Linked DNA regions of Gossypium hirsutum: region 1 is linked to region 2. The links are chromatin contacts, called in public Hi-C maps. All regions are on one chromosome and are shown on one strand. The core of a region is the stretch at or near the end of the contact, and the rest is flanking DNA. Distances in the headings are between cores, read along the strand shown. Region 1 holds the start of LOC107962163 (subtilisin-like protease SBT5.6). Region 2 holds the start of LOC107962239 (putative cyclin-D6-1).

What was found. A called contact is a pair of places that touch in the nucleus more often than the background predicts.
Region 1: a contact with region 2 is called in a Hi-C map of leaf, with 3 times the contacts expected there. The contact joins the promoter of LOC107962163 here to the promoter of LOC107962239 in region 2. A contact is called at or near these places in 5 of 34 Hi-C or Micro-C datasets (callus and leaf).

The regions. Positions count from the first base shown.
Region 1 is chrA06:95,326,108-95,331,259 of Gossypium_hirsutum_v2.1, reverse strand. LOC107962163 (subtilisin-like protease SBT5.6) reads left to right here and starts at 1,995. Exons shown (of 9, transcript XM_016898428.2): 1 at 1,995-2,200; 2 at 2,317-2,512; 3 at 2,603-2,791; 4 at 2,987-3,098. The coding sequence starts at 2,129.
Region 2 is chrA06:94,837,111-94,841,746 of Gossypium_hirsutum_v2.1, reverse strand. LOC107962239 (putative cyclin-D6-1) reads right to left here and starts at 1,339. Exons shown (of 6, transcript XM_016898557.2): 1 at 708-1,339; 2 at 516-602; 3 at 340-435; 4 at 64-265. The coding sequence starts at 887.

The sequences.
Region 1 (5,152 bases), core at 746-3,245, 490 kb before region 2:
TAAATAACAAGCATATAAATTGTACTTTTACCAATTTAAAATTTTATAATTTAACTTTGGTCCCTCTAAATTAAAGTTTTTGCTTTGTCCCTTTTGGGTACTAAAATATATAATTTTATCAAATATAAATATCATGTTAAATAAAAAAATATCAAAAATATTATATTAAAATAAAATGTCAAACTTAAACACGAAATAATATATTAAGAAATAATATATATTTTTTATTTTCCATATTACACCCTAAAGACACATGAGTTGCAGTGGAGGCTTTCTTACCTTGAGATGATATAATATATATTTTTTTCAAATGGGTAATTATTTCGCACTCTACTAGTAAAATTTTTAAGGCTCTAAATAAGGTTAGAAAAGATGATATGTATCCCGTTTTCATACCTTCAATAGCATATTACCTTTTTTATTATGAGTAAGCAAAATTCAATTTAATTAATTTAAAATTTAATTTTTTAATTGAATCAAGTTATTAGAATTTTTTATTTTTTTGAATCAATTTGAATAAATAATTCGAGTTTTAAGTTCGAGTCGAGTTAAATTTTACAATTTGAATAACTCAAATAATTTGAATATAGATTGCTATAAATATCCTTTTAGTCCCTGTCAATTTTAAAAATGAGCAAATCGATCTCTCTATCAACAAAAATTTCAAAAAAAAAATTCAAAATAACTTTCGAATTTCAAAATATTTATAAAAATTCCAAAATTATATACATTTTAAAAAATTTCCAAAGAATATATAAAGAAAGTTAAAATTTTAAAAATTAAAATAATAATTTTGGGATGTAAATAAATTAATTAATGATTTAAGTTTATCATATTAAAAATATTTTTTTCTTCTTATTTTTCTTTGAAAAAGTTTTCAAATATATATATAGTTTCAAATTTATATCTTCTAACATGGAACTAGTTATATTAAAATAAGATTTTAATTTGGAATGTTTAATTTTTAATTTAACTCGAGTAATTTCACTCAATTTGATTTGGGTCGACTTGAATTTCATTTCACTGGACTCAATTAAAAAAAATTCAACTCGAGGTAGGATGATAAAATAAGACTCGTTAACTCAATTAACTCAAATTTTTTTACTCGATTTTATCAAATGTTTACCCCAACTTTTAACCCTGATTAAGAAAAGTAAAAACCTAGGCATAACGTTAAAAGGATGCTTTTATTAATTATTTAGTATATTACATTTTAATAAAAAATAAAAACTTTAAAGATAAAATAATTTAATTATAATTATTTTATCTATCATCAAATAAATATATTTAATAAAAACTCATGAGTTGACTGATGTACAACTAGAGTTTCGGATTTTATCACAAATCATATGGGTGTAAAAATTAAATCTTTAAATAAATTACGTAACTATTAATAATAATACTTTATATAATATATGGAATTAAAATTAAAAAGAATAGTTTAAATTGTGAGTAAAATTTTTTTAAATAAGTAACTACGTCATATTAAGAATATAATTTATCTCATCATATATAAATTTTATACTGATTTTATTAAAAATATAAAAAAAATAAAAGCACCGTTGTAAGAATATAACTTATTTCAAATTTGTAAGGACAATTTAATAAATTTTTTATTGGGTTGACCTTGGATTGACTTGTAACATAAGCTCAATCAGAGATTTAAATAATAGTATAAAAGATAAATATACAACCAATGTTGGTAAAACATTGAAATGTTTGTGAAATAATATTGAAATGCATAAAATATCAAAATAAAATTAATGACATGAGTTCAAATGTCAATATATGTAAATTTTATGCTGATTTTTTTAAAAAGCTAAAAAAAAATAAAAATATTATCATAACAATATTACTTATTTTAAATATGTAAAAATACCTTAGTAATTTTTAAAGGCATAATTATTTTTAATTAAAGATATACTTTTAACTTTTTTTCAATTAGAGATTCCCATATTTATCTGTAAATACAGTAAATGCTAAGAAGATTTTTCAAAACCATATAACAATCCATATATCATGTAAAGTGAAAGAGTTGTAATTATCAGTATACACAATTGATCAAGACGCTTATAAATATAACATTATCTCTCCATAGGATTGACAATACTCAGTGCCATTATTAGCCATGAAGAACACTCTCTTTTGTTTCCTTCTCTTGATTGTCGTTCCTATCTTGGCCTCATCTGTTGAGAAAAAAGTACTTTTTCTGTTTCTCGTAACTCTTCTATTATTTCTTCAACATCTTTCTGTAGTAAAGTTCTCTCTCGGAACTCTAATTTTCATGTAAAATATATATATTTATTGTCTATGTAGGTGTATATAGTTTACTTGGGGCTACACAACAATGGGGAGAAAGCTTTGCATGAGATTGAGAAAACCCATATCTCATACTTACTTTCAGTCAAAGAATCTGAAGAAGATGCTAAATCTTCCCTTCTTTACAGCTACAAACACAGCATCAATGGCTTTGCTGCAAAGCTTACACCAGATGAAGCCTCCAAGCTCTCTGGTGGGTGACTCATTAGCAACATATTTCTTCATCTCCATTTCTGAAATTAATACCTAATAATAATGCTTGGGTTTTCATTTTTCCTCACAGGAATGGATGGGCTTTTGTCAGTGTTTCCTTCACATGGAAAGCACTCAGTGCAGACAACAAGGTCATGGGAATTTGTTGGCTTAGATGAAGGAGATAGCTATTCATGGGAAAAGCTTAAGATGGGAGGAGAAGACTTATTGTCAAAAGCTAAACATGGCAAAAATGTCATTATTGGAGTGATGGATAGCGGTAAAAAAGTTTTGCAATTATAATTTAAAACTATATATGAATTCCAATGCCATCTTTTTAGATTACTCATGTGACTGTCTCAAGCATTATTGCTTTTGTTGTATTAAGACAACTGAGTAGCAAATAATTCATTTTTCTAAATGTATTATGTAATTATTGGATTGTTTTACTGTTTTGGGGGTCTCATCAATTTAGGTCTATGGCCGGAATCACCTAGCTTCAGTGACCAAGGAATGGATCCCACCCCAAAATCATGGAAAGGAATCTGCCAAGGAGGAGTCGCTTTTAACTCATCCAATTGTAACAAGTGAGTGAATTTTCCTTTGCTTTCTATTCCGCTATTCGGCTTGACTTGCCACTTCATGTATGGGTTCCAGCATTCATTCTTTATAATAATATTTATTATTTTAATATTCTAAAACCCTAAACATTCACATTTTAAATCCTAAAACTCTAAACTTTACCCTACATACTTAAAGCTAAATTTTAAATTTAATTAAAAACTATTTAAGGGCTCAAACGTGTGAGCATATGTTTTTCCTTAACTTTCATGGTATTTGTGTCCTATTAATCAAACCATATTTAGTAAAGGTTTGAGAAAAATTTCCCTTTCATCTAATTTACTTGTGATGAACTTTATATAATTTGTTGAATAGCATGCAAATTTTATTGCACACTGAGGGGTTTCTATTCTGCTTTTTCGAGGTTCGTTTCATGTGTCAAAATCTCGTGAAAACAATCTGAAAATGGTTCCTAATAAATCCAATAATCTTTGGGGAAAGGAGGGCCCTTTTCCATTTGGATTGATAGGACCAGCTAAGGTTCTTTGATTATTATCAAAGAGTCAATTCTATGATTACACCCCGTAGTTAATGAAAATTCCAGCTTTAGTCTTTACATTTTAATTTAATCAATATTTTTTAGAAGTGATTTGATTAATTTTAGTGTTTTATATTTTTTAAATTAATTAATTTTAATATTTTTTGAATTTTAAAATTTTTATTCTACTAAAAATAATAATTAAATTTATTGGATTAAATTCAATTAATAATTTTATACTAAACTATACAAATATTTATCCCTATCACATTCACGTGACTCTATACCTACCTTACACTACTGATAGAGTATCTTACATAAGCCCACCAAGAACCCCTTTTATATACACTTTCAAGGACATGAAAAAAGGGTCATTCTACCCTCTGCAACCAAGTTTCATGGGTGAACTGTCCTCAAGCTTCAAATCCAAATCTTGTATCAACATGTACTATGTGTATAGTTGTAGATTTTGTCAATATTCTTCAATTGGATTATTTTAAGTCTCTATACAATTCAAAATTTGAAATTTACAAAATGACAATTATTAATCTATTAATTGAATTTTTAATGAGTAATATGTGAAATAACAAACTGATATGACATTATGCATATGGTAATAACATAATTGAACGAACTTAACAACCGTATGATGTGGACATAAATTTTAAAATTTGGAAAGCATATTAGCTAAAAATGACCAAATTAAAGTCTAAAGACTAAATACTTTCGTGTAAAGTATAAAGAGTTATTGCAGAACTTAACCTATCAAAGGTGATAATCTTTTTATGGTTAGAAGTTGAGTCATTTTCCAAACGATAAACATGTGATGTCATAAGTTTTTGTACTCTTTTCAAATTTAAAATTTAATTTTTGTACTTTTAATTTTTAAGAATTTAATACCTGTACTTATTTCAAAATTCAAGTCCAATTATTAACCTTGTTAAAATTTAGATTTCTCTCTACTTAGTAGGCATGTAATTAAAAAAATTGACTTGGACCTAAATTTAATGAAAAAAATTTAAAAGTATTAACAATTAAATCTGAATTTTAATATTTAAAAATAATTAAATTAAATTCTTTAAAATAAAATATAATAACTAAATTTCAAATTTAACAACAACTATCACATTTACCACTTTCAATTAACATCAGGAGAAGCTTTGCATATATACCAACTTCGAAATTGTCGTTCAAAATTGAATTATGAGTAGCTAAATTAAGCCAAAACTCCAAACTTTTTAAAAATTGTTTTCTTTACTATTCAAAAATACAAAAGCAAATAACGAGAAGGAACTTTTAGGGTAATTGGTAATATATCACGATGGTTCCGCTGATAATACTTAGATTATATTTTGTTTTTTTTTGTTAAAATATTAGATAAGTTATTCTTTATACTTTATAGATTAAATAGTAAAATATATTTTTTTTTGTAAAAAAATTCATTCTTTTCTACTCTAAAAATTAGCATGATTGATAAAATAACTAAACAGTAACACGGGGCATATTATGTGTATCTCCTACTAATGTACATAGATCAATTTT
Region 2 (4,636 bases), core at 90-2,589:
CATGTTCAAGCTGTTTTCCGATAAAAGACATAACGGACATGTTACTATGTTCTGTTTAATTACCATTACAAGCTTGGAAGATTATGTTTGTTGCTCTATCTTTCAATGCTTGTCTCAAAGGTGGATCTTTAAGTTCAAACAAAGATATGAAGAAGCAGATAAACGACAAGGGTGTTACTGATCTCATTCTCCAATTCAAGGCATCAAGTATCAGAAGCTCCATTCGTTGAATTGCGGGGGCATCAAAGATGAACCCTTCGTCTCTCTGTTTCATTTGTATTAGTCTTCGCATGAAGGTAAAAAAAAAAATTTCAAATTAAGATGAGATGTTTAATTAACCTGGAAATTGGAGGAAGAGAAGTGTTGTTCCTTCATCTTTGAAGCCAAAGAAATGGTAGCGATCACAAGAAGCCTCAACACCCATGGATTACCTTGCTGTTACAGTATTCAAGTTGTTATAAAAAATACTTTGTTTGGTTACCAAGAAAACAACACTCTTCATCTTGCCTACATACAGGAATTTCTTGCCTGGAGACGAACCGGTCCATGTAGTTAGTAGCCAGGTATGTTGTGTAAGGATCAATGTTACATGAATACTGTGCCTGACCAATTAAAACAAGTTATAAAAGACAAGAACAGTAAACCATGTATTAAAATGAAATGGAAGGAAAAGAACAGTAGTGAATAGTGAAAATAGATATGGGTACCCTCAAAATGAGAGAAATGGCTTCCTGTCGAAAAGAAACAAACAAGTCATTGCTCTTTAAACTTAGAAAGTAGTTGTGGGAAGGCATGTGATCAGATTCTGAAGAGAAGAGAGCTGAGATTATATCAGATTCTTGATTGTCCAAGCTGGTGAATGGGTTCTCAAGATCAAAGCAATCCATAATTTTTTTTCTTAAGAGAAGAATGGGGAGAGAGTGAGAGTGAGTTTGCAAAAGAATAGAGTTATAATAATGTTGAAAAAGAGAAGAAGAGAGCTGAAAAAACCAAGTCGGATCTTCAACTTCACTTGTGACTTTTGTTTCTGGGTCTCACAAAGCTGCCTTGTTTAACTTTAATTAGAATATGCCATTGCTACTCGAGAAACTGAATTAGTATCATGAACATGATATTTATAATAATAATAATCTAATTTGAAGGTAGAAGGTTATACTTTTGAAAAGCTAATATTGTTGGAGAAATGGATAAAAGTGCCATTCTTCTTTGAACACATGTATGTATATAGTTTAGTATGCAAAGCAAAAGGAGAAAAGTGGTCCCAAGCAGAGCTCACAAAGCAGTAGAAAGAAAGAAGACAGTTTGGCGCAGTATATTTCCTTTTCTTCGTTCCGCGATAAGCGCCGGTCCATTTTAAAGAAGGTGCCGCTTAAATAATTCACCGCTTAATATCCAACAAACTATTATTTATTTTTTTTCCTTCTTTAAAAGAAATTACTTTTCCTTTTTTAATTTTGCTTTTGATCATGGAATAAGACCCTCTTTAATTTAATCACATTCCACAAACTCCTTTCTTGTTTTTCTTTTCCCTTTTATAACAAGTTTTTAAGAATAAATAGTTCATCTAATATTAATAAGAATAAAAAAATTCATAAATTTTTTTAGGATTTTATCATATATATAATTATTTTAATTATTTTATTATTTTACCATGTCATTCTAGAAAAAAAAATTCTCTACTAAAGTGAGCAGGACAATAATCCAATTTTCAATGTCTTAAGACCCAAGGTTTCTTTTCTCCAAGTCAAATTTAGGTAGATTGACTTCGGGTACCTTTTTTTATTTAATTTCTTTCATTTTCTTTAACAAACCTCACCGTCTCTTCCTTACCTATTTAATTTTTAATTTTCTAAAAGATAACCTATCGAGGTAAATATTGAGTTTCAAATATTTATTAGATATAATTGTTTTTTAAATAATTGCATAAATTGATTAAACAAAAATTCAAATATTCAATGGTTGGATAGTAAATTTCAAGTTGATTGAGATAAAATTTACTATTTTAACTTGTGCTTATAAATAGGGGTGAGTGTTTGATCGAATTGAGTAAAAAAAATTGAGTTGGTGGGTCCTTTTTTTATTATCCTAACTCAATTTGAATTTTTTTTTTCTAATCGAATCAAGTGAAATTATTCGAGTTAAATTAAAAAATTAAACATTTTGAATTAAAATCTCAATACAATATAACTAATTCCATGTTAGAGTAAATAAATTTGAAATCATATATATTTAAAAAATTTCAAAGAAAAATAAGAGAAAAAAAAGATATTTTAGTATGCTTGAATCATTAATTAACTTATTTAGGTCCCAAACTTATTATTTTAGAAAATTTTAAAATTTTTAACTTTCTTTATATATTCTTTAGATTTTTATAATTGTTGAAAAAATATACATTTTGCAATTTTATAAATATTTAGAATTTTAAAATTTATTTTAAATTTTTTTTTGTAATTTTTGGTAAGAGAGGCCGATTTGCTCATTTTCAAAAACTAACAAAGACTGTTTACATCAATTTTTTATTCAAATTATTCGAGTTATTTGAATGGTAAAATTTAAGAATGGTAAAATTTAACTCAACTCGAACTCGAACATCGAATTATTTATTCATGTAGACTCGAAAAAAATTGAATAACTCAATTCGATTAACTCGAAATTTAAATTTTTTTTAATTCTTTCTAATCAAATTGTGTTTTACTTCCCTACTTATAAACTCTATTCTCCTAACTTGTATAAGAAAAAGGTATTCACTTTCATTTGTTATTTATGAGCCATTTTCTTTCATAGAAAACAAAGATATCATTGCGTCACATTTCTTGACTCAAACTGTGCAAAAGGTAATATAAGAAGGTAGGAAGGAATTACTAGTAAATTTACTAATGTTTTGTCAACCTAACAACTTGAAATTCAAGGCATATGGATTCAATTGCATTTCAAGTTCACATTCAGGTTTTCAAACTTTAGGTAACTCAAGTGATTTTGCAATGTTTCATATCCTTTTTAATGCTTCATATCAGTGGAGGAGCAAATTGCTAGCACCATCCTTAAAATGGAAAAAAAAATTTAAGCCCTTTATTATTTATAAAATTTTAAATTAATAATAATAAAACTTACAATTTGACCTCCAAAATAATAAAAATTTAGTTTAATCATTTAAAACATATAAAAATATACGCTATTAAAATGATAAATTTATATTTTTATTATTGTAAATAATATATAATTTAATTCCGGCACTAAAAAAAAATTTCTAGCTCTACTACTACTTCATACAATTGAAGCCCACAATAACAATAAAAAATAGTCCTCTTTCTCCCCATGAAATATTAATTCCTCCTAAAATTAAAGTTTTAAATTAGTTAAACAAAAAACATTTGGATGTGTTACTAAGCAACGAAGTGGGGATATTTTGTTATTGTGAAAATAAAATTAAATAAAATAAAGAAAACATAGATTTTACGTGGAAACCCTTCGAGAAAAAAATCACGGGCAAAGGAGAAGAAAATTTACTATGTCGAATTCGAATGATTACAAGAGGAATAGATTGTGACTATTTATAGGCTTGTAAAGCCATATTCTAGTAAGATTAAAACACCATATTCTAATCAATATAAAATAGATAGAGTTTAATAAGGTTTAAAAAACCTTATTCTAAAAAAAAATAAAAGAAGTGTAGCTTTATATGGATTTTACTTTTATTTTATTTTACCACTGTATTTTATTTAAATAAAGATTCGGGTCATTTAATTCTAACAATCTCCACCTTGACACGAATTCTCAATGAACAAGTTCTTCATCGCGAACTCTCAATGAACAAGTTGTCCACCTCTTCCATAAAATCCCTTAAGGGTTTAACTTTAACAATAAACATCAACCAAGTCTAAGCAATGCTCAAACTTGGTTATAGGAAGTGACTTAGTCATCATATCTGCAGGATTTTCATGAGTACTAATTTTGCTCACAACAATATCCCCACGAGCAATAATATCACAAACAAAATGATATCGAACATTAATTTGTTTTGTTCTCTTATGAAACATTTGATCTTTTGTAAGGAAGATTGCACTCTGACTGTCACAAAATACTGTATTGATTTGAAGGTCTTCATTGAGTTCACTAAAGAGTCCCTTAAACCAAATAGCTTCTTTACAAGACTCAGTATTCGCCATGTACTCAGCTTCAGTGGTAGACAAAGCAACTGTAGGTTGCAAAGTTGCTTTCCAACTGATTGCACAACCTCTGATTGTAAAGACATAAACCTGTGAGAGATCTTCTTCTATCAAGGTCTCCAGCAAAATTAGCATCAACATACCCAATGACTCAATCTCTAGTTCTTCCAAACTGTAAGCAGACATCAGTAGTAACTCGTAAGTTTCTTAAAATCCACTAACTGCTTTCCAGTGTTCTTTACCAGGATTCGCCCATGTATCTGCTAACTGCACTAACTGCATATGAGAAATCTGGATGTGAACAAACCATAGCATACACGAGAGATCCCACTGTACTAGAGTATGGAACATGTGACATGTTCTCAATCTCATCATCTGATTGTGGAGACAAAGCCGTTGAAAGTCTGAAATGGGCTGCTAAAGGAGTACTAACAGGCTTAGCACTCTGCATATTAAACCTGCAAAGAACT